Regions from separate parts of the Mus musculus genome. Here region 1 is linked to region 2. Evidence: chromatin contacts called from public HiChIP or PLAC-seq data. All regions are on one chromosome and are shown on one strand. The core of a region is the stretch at or near the end of the contact, and the rest is flanking DNA. Distances in the headings are between cores, read along the strand shown. Region 1 holds the start of Chd6 (chromodomain helicase DNA binding protein 6). Region 2 overlaps Chd6 (chromodomain helicase DNA binding protein 6).

The links. HiChIP or PLAC-seq counts read pairs in DNA pulled down with a chosen protein or histone mark.
Region 1: an H3K4me3 HiChIP or PLAC-seq map of intestinal villus epithelium shows a contact between it and region 2, with 7 read pairs. The contact joins the promoter of Chd6 here to the enhancer-like site in region 2. A contact is called at or near these places in 1 of 39 promoter capture datasets (macrophages), 1 of 484 Hi-C or Micro-C datasets (the HPC-7 cell line), 6 of 115 datasets of contacts at active chromatin or transcription factors (the SCID.adh cell line, embryonic fibroblasts, embryonic stem cells and 1 more) and 3 of 9 other capture datasets (adipose tissue, liver and pancreatic islet).

Annotation. Positions count from the first base shown.
Region 1 is chr2:161,105,885-161,110,890 of GRCm38.p6, reverse strand. Chd6 (chromodomain helicase DNA binding protein 6) reads left to right here and starts at 1,805. Exons shown (of 37, transcript NM_173368.3): 1 at 1,805-1,902.
Region 2 is chr2:161,069,729-161,075,123 of GRCm38.p6, reverse strand. The region is part of intron 1 of Chd6 (chromodomain helicase DNA binding protein 6); the gene reads left to right. Among named protein-coding and RNA genes, the nearest start is that of Chd6, 37 kb to the left of the region's middle. Within about 2 kb of position 3,808, at least 4 of the 459 cell types and tissues checked have an H3K27ac peak or open chromatin away from gene starts, as enhancers often do. A contact at or near this core is called in intestinal villus epithelium, where this site is marked.

The DNA of each region.
Region 1 (5,006 bases), core at 556-3,055, 38 kb before region 2:
TCACAGCCCCATGTAACACTTCTCACCAAAAGCAGAGAGGGCAGGAACTCACAAGGGGTAGGAATCAGAAGGCAGGGGCTGATAGAGAGGCCATGGACGGGTGCTGCTTACTAGCTTGCTCCTTATGACTTGGTCAGCTTGTTTTCTTATAGATCCCAGGACCACCAGCCTAGGAGTGGCACTGCCCACAATGGGCTGGGCCCTCCCCCATGAATCATTTAAAAATATGCCCTACTGGCTTACCTATAGTCTGATCAAGGCTCCCTCCTCTGATGACTCTAGTTTGTGTCAAGTTGGCATAAAACTAGCTAGTACAAGAAGCAGGACCCAGAAGAGAATTAGGGCCATTGGCTGAAAGACATAAGACAACCAGGACTTCTAAGAAGCTAAACATATTCTCTTAGGGAGTACAGGAAGGCTCTGTTAACATTGTGATTACCCTTGACACACTCATACCACCCTCATCCTAAACAATTCTGACAAACTGCTCTTGGAGTCATCAGACTCAGATCATTCCTGCTTTAATTAAGATAAAGTGAGCTTTTAAAGTCAGAGTCCAGCCAGTTTTGGACTTTTTTTTCTTCTTCTTTTATTTAAGTATTCACTGGGGAAACACTCCAGATGGGACAGGCAGGAGTGAAGAGGAAAAGTGATCACCAGGTCCCAGAGTAGGGAGGATGCTATGAGGAATATTTAGCTAGGCAGGATAGGCTCTAAATTCCTCCTTGCCCTAATTGTTCCTCCCCCATCTCTGGTCTGATGTCCTTCCTCCCGCCATCTGTTTTCTTTATGGCATTTATCACTACCTGCCTCTGTGTTCATTTATTTATTTTATTTATTGCTTTTCCTTTGCCTGTTCGGTGAGTGCAAGGGCTTTGTCCTATTGACCGCTACATCCTCCGTCTCAGATCAATGTCAGGTATTTAGTGGGCACTTAAAAATTAGCTGCTAAAAAACGAATTACGGAAGACAACAATTGGTTGAATCTCTGTCATATGCTAGGCCCTGTCCTTGAGGATGCTACAAGGATGGTAGTGGAGATAGGCCCGAAAATAAACACACCATGGTTCCACTCCTGATGTTACTGAAGCATATCCAATGCGCTGCAGGATCCTCAGGGCTGGAAAACTCCCGGGGTGTGCAGGGCCCTGGGAAGACGTTCCTAGTATGCTAGGGAGCCAGGCGGATCTGCAGTATAAGCAGCTGGAGACTGACGACCCGGCTCCTCGCTTCCCTCGGCCTCTCAGCATCTTCTTTTTCCTGTCCGTTGGGACCTTCACCTCTCCTCGAGTGCGCGTTGCAGGATCTGGGCGCCGGCGGGGCGCTCACGTCGTGGGACCCCAGTACATCTTCTCCCACCTCCGGAGAGCCAATCCCGGGTTTTCCAGCTTGCTTGCCCACTACCTGCGAGACCTCCACCTGCAGGTTGAGCCCCAGCCGCGGGCCAGCGCCCAGGTCCTCGCCCCCTGCTTGCAAAACAGAGCGCAGCACCCCGCCCCGCCCCCTCCGCCTGCGGGACCCCAGCCCCGCCCCGCCCCCGCGGCCCGGCCGCTTCATTCCGGGGGGGCGGGCCGGGAGCTGCGCTGTCTGCAAGGCGGGGAGATCTAGGCTGGGAGGCGGAGCGGCTCCGACATCGACCAATCACCGCTGCGATCACATCCATGCAAATACGAGCACAATGGAGCAAGCCCATCACTCGCTCCTGCAAGCAAGCTTGAAACGGGCTTCTGTCTGATCGGCAGCCCACACGACCAATGAACCTGTGTTTTGGGCAGGCGAAACCCAATAGCGCGGCAGGGAAGGCGGGCCCAAGCTGGGTTAGGGTGTCCTTGCAGGGTGTCTGAGCTAAACTTCACCAAATAATAGCTGTTTGTATTTTGGCTGCTGCAGGAGCCATTTTAGGTAAGTTCTTCTCTTAACTTTTTATTTTCCTGCCTGGCCCCGACAAGCTGGGCTTGCCCGCGGGGACCCTGTCTCCGCCCCGCTGGCCGGGATGGGGCTGCCCTATGAATGGAGCGGGGCTGAGGGGCCGCGGCGGCGCGAGGCCCGGCCGGGCAGGGGTCCGAGCGCGGCCGCGGGCGTTCGGCCAGGCCGAGGGCCCCGAGGCCTGAGGCGAGGGGTTTGGCGTCCGCCCCTCCCGGCTGCCGCGCGCTCTGGCCGCCCGCCCTCCGTCCTTGGGAGAGCGCCACTGCGGGGCCACGCGCCCAGGCTTGGGGTCCTGCTTCAGACCCCAAGCGCGGGCCTTTGCGGCGGGGCGGGGCCTGCCAAGGCTTCCCAGGGGACCCCGGCGGCCCACGGCGCGTGAGGGCCACCCCCGCGCCCGCCAGCCGCTACCGCCCCCGCGGAGAAGTTGCTCCGCTCCGCGTCCTGCGTCTGTTTGCAGGGGTGGAGGAGGGTGGGCCGGTGCCAGGCTGCTGCTCCGGGAGGGGGCGGGGGCCCCGGCGCGTCCCCGGGTCGCGCGCCCCTCCGGCCGGCTCCTCACGCACTAACGCGCACTCGCCCCCGAAAATTTGAGCCCTCAAGACTCCAAGCCACCAAGCTACCCCGCTGCCAAGTTTGGTGCGTTATTAGATTGCATGTTAGAGCTTGCAAAGAAATTAGAGAGAGGGAATATGAAAAAAAAAAAAAGAAAAAAATCTGTTTCCTTCAGGGTATTTATTTCTCTTCTCTGTTGAGAAGTAACGGAGGAATGTCCTTCCTAAAATTTCCAGGGACCATGCCTGTCAGATGTGGAGAGGGGTTGGCAGCTCCTTGGGTTTTAAAACGAGGTTATTAGGAAATCCCCGCACTAGTGAGATAATTGAAATGTGAGTTTGTTTGCAGCTTCAGTTTTATTTGATCCAATTAAAAATGCATAAGCATGCACTTTATATTTGTGTACATAGAGTATTCCTAGTTTCAGTTATGACTAATATGACTGTGGTTTCACGAGTGTGGGATCTAATAAGGCAGTATAATTCAATTTTGAGCTCGTAGGCCCGTGTTCTCCAAATTAGGCTTTATAGACCATTAGTAATCTGGCCAAGGTTTCTAGAGAGTCTCTGGCATCTCTGAGCATCTTTCTCCGGGGCTTGTTTGTGCCTTTTTTGCCACCCCTCAAGAAACTGTTCATTTCTGCTGTAACAGATCCATGAACAGAGAAAATAGATATTTTAAATATTGACAGTTTTCAAGAGTGTCTGAAATATTTTGCCTAGGATTTGATTATTTCCCAAATGGTATATAAGAATACCATGCCAGTAGGCCCTCATATTGGCATACTCCATGGGGATCTGCTTATGGTGCTTTTGGAAAAGTCTGGACAGACACCATGCTTTCTTTCAGAGCTCTGAGTGCTTGACTTATTGTAAGGGAGTGAGCGGGTCTGTCTCATTCACTGTGGGTAGCACAGTAGTTTAGTTGGAAGCCAAGTTGGAAGATCAGGTTGGCAGCCTCTGAGAGAGTTTTTTGTGAACTTTGTGGTTCTCTGGCAACAGAAGGATTTGAGATGTGTGTATGATAAAATGATTAGGCATGAGTTGTCATGTAGCCTGGTTTATGCCAACCAGAGCAGGTGGTTTCACATAAGGGGTGTATCCATCCCTTTAACCAAGGGCCTGGGAAAATGTGAAGCGGTGTGACTTAATTTGGAGTTCCTTCTGTCCCAAGATTTCATAGATGGATTATTAATGTTTTGTATTTAAACTAACCCAAAGACTAGGAAGATGGCCTGTGTGGTAAAGTGTTTGCCATGTTAGCATTAAGACTCAAGTTTGTATCTCTAGCATCCACATTAAAAAATCAGGCATTATGGCTAACTCCTGTCATCTCTGGGGCTTGTGGGCCAGCCAGCCAACCTAGCTGAATTGGCAAACTCTAGAGTGAGAGACCTTGTCTCAAAAAATGTGGTAGTAAGATTGAGGAAGAAACATTTGACATTTGGCCTCCATGTGCACAGGCGCACTTACCCAAGCACACACAAAAAGCTAACCTGTACATATCCCTACCCTCACTCTGTTGTTTGGGAATCTCTGCTTATAGTAAGTAGTTTGAAGTGGTTTTTTTTTTGTGTGTGTATGTAGTCTGTCTTGGTGAAATGACATTGGTTTTGTGGTCTCCGATGTTGCAGTTTCTCTGGAGTCACGATCTTTATTTTTTGTTTTCTTTTCTTTTCCCCCCTTTCTACCACAACTTTCAAGTATCTTTATAATTATTTTTATAGTGGTGTAATAGGAGGCCCCTGACTCTTCTCAGTATATGACTTCAGGCTAGAAGTTGAAAAACCAGTTAGAAGTGGAGTGAGAGAACCAGAGTTAGGCCTTCCATTTCAGGAAGATCTGCAGGAGATTTCTTTGTATTTATCAGTATACTTTCCTTGTAACTGTCTCAAATAGCAAAGAATATTTAGCAGGGCTGTATCTCTTTAGGAACCACATTAAATTTGTGATTTTTTTTTTCCAGCTGAATATCGCAGAAGGTTAATCAGAAACAGTATGTCCTGAGACCACTATATTTTGAAGATTCTTTGGTTTAAATTTAAAAAATATTTTTGGTTTTCTGGAAGCATGGCTTAATCCCAACCGAGTTTGTGATCATTTTCTCTTGTGTTAAAACCATGGAGCGGGGTCCTGTCCTGTCATTGCATGTGCCCTCCAACTTATGTGGGAAGTCTGTTGGGAAAGACCAGTGGGTCTACATGTGCCCTTTGAATAGGTTATTGGATTCAGTCTCTCCCTGCAGAAATACCTTTGCTACAGGACAGAGATGGTATCCACATCCAATGAAGAAACTGCTTTCTTTAGTCCCTTTTCCCCAGTGGTTGTACTGCTTATTGCAAAGCCTGCAATAGTTTGGTTCTTAATAAATACTTATGTTTCTTCTACTTCCATCCCTCATAAAAGCTGTGATTTAGTTTGAGTAAAAAGCTACAGTGGATTTCCTGGGGTTGCCTGCATTTTCCTATACCAGATTATTATACTGCGGACTCCAAAATACATAAAGTAATAGTTAGGGTTTGGTGTCTGTTC
Region 2 (5,395 bases), core at 2,559-5,058:
TTTTCTCCCTCACCTCCACCCTCACCCATTACCTCCTGTTCCTAATTCCACCTGCCCCCAGTCCTCCCAAGAAGTATTCTTGTTTTGCCTTCCCAAGGAGATCCTTGCATTCCCCCTTGTTATTTTGTTACTCTGGGAGGACTATCTTTACTTTATAGCTAATACTCACTTATAATTATATATGTAACCTGTTTGTCATTTTGAGTCTGGGTTATCTTACTCAGGATGATTTTTTTTTCTACTTCCATACATTTGCCTGCAAATTTCACGATGTCATTGTTTTTAACAGCTGAGTAATACTCCATTGTGGAAATGTACCACATTTTCTTTACCCATTCTTTGTTTGGGGATATCTAGGTAGTTTCCAGTTTCTAGCTTTTATGAATAAAGCTGCTGTGAACATAGCTGAGTAAGTGTCGCTGTGACAGGATATATCATCCTCTGGATCTGTGCCCAGGAGTGTATAGCTGGGTCTTGAGATAGATTGATTTCCAATTTTCTGAGAAATCACCATAAGTGTTCCACTGTTGAGAATTCTGTTTGGATCTGTACCCCATTTTTAAAAATTGTATTATTTAGTTTGTTGATGTCTAGTTTCTTGAGTTCTTTATATATTTTGGATATTAGTTCTCTGTCTGATGGGGAGCTGGTTGAAGATCTTTTTGCATTCTGTGGGCTGCCTTTTGTCACATTGACAGTGTCCTTTGCTTTACAGAAGCTTTTCAGTTTTATGAGGTCCCATTTATTAATTATTGATCTTTAGTGACTGTGCTATTGGTATCTATTTAGGAAGTTGTCTCTTATGACAATGTATTCAATATTATTCCTCACTTTCTATTCTATCAGATTTAGTGTTTCTGGTTTTATGCTGAGGTCTTTGATCCACTTGGACTTGAGTTTTGTGCAGGGTGATAGATGTGGGTCTATTTGCATTCTTCTACATGCAGACATCCAGTTAGAACAGCACCACTTACTGAAGATGCTTTCTTCTTTTCTGTTGTCTATGTCTGGCTTCTTTATCAAGAATTATGTGTTCATAGGTGTGTGGATTTACATCTGGGTCTTCTATTTGATTTCATTGATCAACAGGTTGTTTTTATGCCAATAGCAAGCTGTTTTTTATTACTCCAGCTCTATAGCTGTAGCTCTGAATCTTGAGATCAGTAATACCTCTGGAAGTTCTTTTATTGCACAGGATTGTTCTATCTATACTCATCTGTGCTCCCCCCCCCACCTCCATTTGAAGTTAAGTGTTGTTCTTTCAAAGTCTATAAGGAATTGTGTTGGAATCTTGATGAGGATTGTATTGAATCTATAGATTGTGTTTGATAGGGTGGCCATTTTTACTATGTTAATACGATTGATCCATGAACATGAGAGATCTAAACGTCTTTTGGTATCTTCAAGTTCCTTTAAAGAACTGGAAGTTTTTAATCATACAAGTCTTTCTTTCACTTGCTTGGTTAGAGTTACCCAAGACATTTTGTATTATTTGTGGCTATTGTGAATGGTGTTGTTTTCCTGATTGCTTCTTGACTTGTTTGTCATTTGTAAATAGGAGGTCTGCTGATTTTTATTTTTATTTTTATTTTAGTTAGTCTTGTATCCAGCTACTTTGCAAAAAGTGTTTATTAGCTGTAGGAGTTCCCTGGTAGGATCTTTGGGGTCACCAATGTATACTATCATATCATCTGCAAATAGCGATACTTCGACTTCATCCATTCCTATTTGTGTCCCCTTGATCTCTATTAGTTAGTTGTCTTATTGCTCTAGCTAGAACTTGAAGGACTATTTTGAATAGAGATAGAGAAAATGGGCAGCTTTGTCTTGTTCCTGATTTTAGTGGAATTGCTTTGAGTTTCTCTTCATTTAATTTGGTGTTGGTTATAGGCTTACCTTTACTATATTTAGCTATGACCCTTGTATTCTTAATCTTTCCAGTACTTTTTTCATGAAGGGATGTTGGATTTTGTTAAAGGCTCTTTCAGCATCTTATAAGATGAGCATGTGGGCTTTTTTCTTTCAGTTTGTTTATATGGTGGATTACATTGACTGATTTTTATATGTTGAACCATCCCTGCATCTCGGGGATGAAGCCTACTTGATCATGGAGGATGATCTTTTTTATGTGTTCTTCCATTCAGTCTTCGGATATTTTATTTAGTATTTTTGCATCAATGTTTATATTTTTTATTCTTTCATGGTAAACACAAAGAGGAAATACCCTAAATCATTTTAAGTTACTTTGTATAGGTGACTTGTGTAGGTGACTTATTTTGATGTAATAGAACAACTTTTTAAAAATCTATATCATAGTCTGATTCCATTTTTTATACAAATTCTATAATTGAAATAGAACCATGAAAATTTGATTTCAGAATCTAGGTATTCAGAACGTAGGTAACTTCACTCCCAAATCTGTAGATGTTACCGTTCTACTGCTGGCAATAAAGTGCTAGGAGACAAGATACCATGTCTTATTGGTGGGTCCTTCTGAGGCCGACTGTAGAGTGATATTTGTGAAACCCTTTGTCTTTCCATGTGGGATTATCACATGAATTTTCACAACTTTGACTATTGAGTGGGCTTAACTATCAGTGAACTGTTTGCTTCAGTTCTGTGTACAAACATGTTCATTCCTGGTTGTTACCGGTTGACATTATAGCATAGGGTACAAAGACAGGAAGGAAGCAAAAGCCCTGATGCGACTTTTGATAGCTCAGGAAGGGCATGAGCTGCTGCTGCCTATGCTAGTGATATCTGGGGTTTCAGAATCTGTAACTCCAGCTCCAAGGGATCTGAAGCCTCCTCTGACCTCTGTGGGCACCTGTATTCACATGTACATAGCCATACACGTAATAAAAAATAAAAACATTTGGCTATGTGCACACAGGTATGCTGCATTTACTTCTGATTATATGAATGTAACATTACTGAAATGTTTCTATGTACTGTGTTGTGTCTGACATTTCTGAAAAATTTCTATACACTTGGGTCACATCAAGATTATAGAAAAGAATTCTAGCAGCAGAAGACATTGGATAAAGTCAGTAGTAATTAAAAAGTCTGAGGACATTGATCTAATTAGAAAAACCTTGTAATCACAGTTGGCCTGCCTCTTATCTAGTTCATAAGTCCAGTGACAAGAGTTTCCAGGTAACCTTGATTGGCCCTGTTTCTGTCTTTATTGCCGCTTATTTCTTCCCATGGACAAGGATTAAAATTGTGACTCTTTGTGCTTACATACCTACCTGCAGGAGAGCAAAGCTGTTATTCTAAACATGGAATGTTTTGAATACTTTTTTTAAGATTTATTTTAATTATTTGTATGTATGCATGTCTATGTTTGCTATGTACACACGAGTGTAGGTGCCTGCAGAGTATTTCTCTGGAGTTGGAGTCAAAGGCGATTTTAGTCACCCAGTGAGGGTGCTTGGGAACTGAACTTGGATCCTCTATAAGAACAGTGAGTACTCTTAACTGCTCAGCTATCTCTCCAGCCCTTAAAAAGTGGACTTTTAAGTTAATGTTGGTGATAATAGTATATTTTTTCCTTCAAGGGCTGTTGCAGTTTGGAAATGGGGATAGCACCAATGGTTCCTCACAAGTGACTAATACATAGAAGAGGTAGATTTTTAGTCTAAGCCTCAGAAGTTTCTCATTCAGTGATATCTCCTCCTTAATTCACTTGTGATAAATCCTTGTATGACATTAATGTTTTTATTGATTTACTGAATGCATGTAACAGCAGTGACAGGTGTGTTTTTCCTGTTGCTCAGCTTTTAGTCCTCTAGGTGCTGACTAGTCAGGGATTTAATCCTATCTCTGGCAGGTAGAAAAGAACATCAAAGATCTGCCTGAGTTATGCACAAGAAGGTCTAATATACAAATCATACATTCTAATAGGTGGAGCTAATGATAGAGCTTGTAAAATACCGATGTCCATTCCCATCAAGGGAAGTGGAAGGCCCAGTGTGGTGGGAGTTATGGTTCAGCACTGGCTGCATAGTGAGCCTCTATACTCAAGGGCTTGGGATGTAACATGTACAAGACAGTTAATCCCAGTATACTCACAGATTGTGTTCAAGCCCTGCAGTGTATTTGGAACTGAGCTACCTTTAATACAAAATATGACTTCTCACCCATAGATCACGTATAAGGAAACCTTTAAAGCAGAAAAGCCTTCAGTTTGGATATGTTATAGTTGACAAAAACAGTTCACTAGATCATATGGCTATCTTTGAAAGAAAAGAGTGACTGCTTGTCATCTGAGCACCCTTTTACTGTTGGTTAAGTGGCACAAAATGTATTACTGAATGTTTAAAAATCAGCTACTAAAGAAAAATTATAAAATTGAAGAAATTTTTCCAGAAATAAAGCAAGGCTCAAGGGAGAGGAATATAAGAATGAATATAAATAAAAACAAATTAGAAGTGTGCCTTGGAATTGGAAGGCCCACCATTCATATACAGAGCAGGCATTCTATAAAAAGAGAACAGTAGGGAGGGGATTAGGAAGAAATAATACAAGATCTTTCTAGTAGAAAGGACCTAGATTGTAAAAGAATGTACCAACATTGTAGGAGAAATAGTTTCGAGGCATATTATTGTGAAAAAAAAAATGCTTTTGAAGGCTTTCAAGAGGGAAGAGATGCCCCTGTAAATGACCAGGAGTGAGGACAGCTTAGATCTTAACAGACGTGGTAGGAGGAGTAGGACCGTGGAGCGATGCTCTGAAAGTCCAAGGAGACTGCCCTTCAACTCGTGCTTCCCTAGCCAATGCAACATCAAGAGGAGCATTTTTGGACACGAACATCTTAGAACACACCACTCATTTAGATGTTTCCCAGAGGTGAGGGGGTCACTGAGACAGTGATGGGGTTTGGGGGAGGCAGAGAACATGACCCAGGCTCAGATGCCATATAAGGAAGGATGCTGGGTGGCCAGTTCCTGTTTGATATTATTGGATTTGGGATGGGAAATGATGGTAATTCAATAGATATGGACTACATGACATGTTGCTTGTGCAGGACTCTGCTCTGCATTTAAGGGGCTCTACCTTTATCTCTGTGATCCATGTTACTCCCAAGGGCATGTTGATGTCCATGGTCTGAAACTTTAATTTATTTCAAAACTCTTTTTTTCATTTTTTATTAGATATTTTCTTCATTTACATTTCAAATGCTATCCCGAAAGTCCCCTATACCCTCCCCCCACCCTGCTCCCTTACCTACCCACTCCCACTTCCTGGCCCTGGCATTCCCCTGTACTGGGACATTTGATCTTTGCAAGACCAAGGGCCTCTCCTCCCAATAATGGCCGACTAGGCCATCCTCTGCTACATATGCAGCTAGAGACACAAGCTCTGGGGGTACTGGTTAGTTCATATTGTTGAT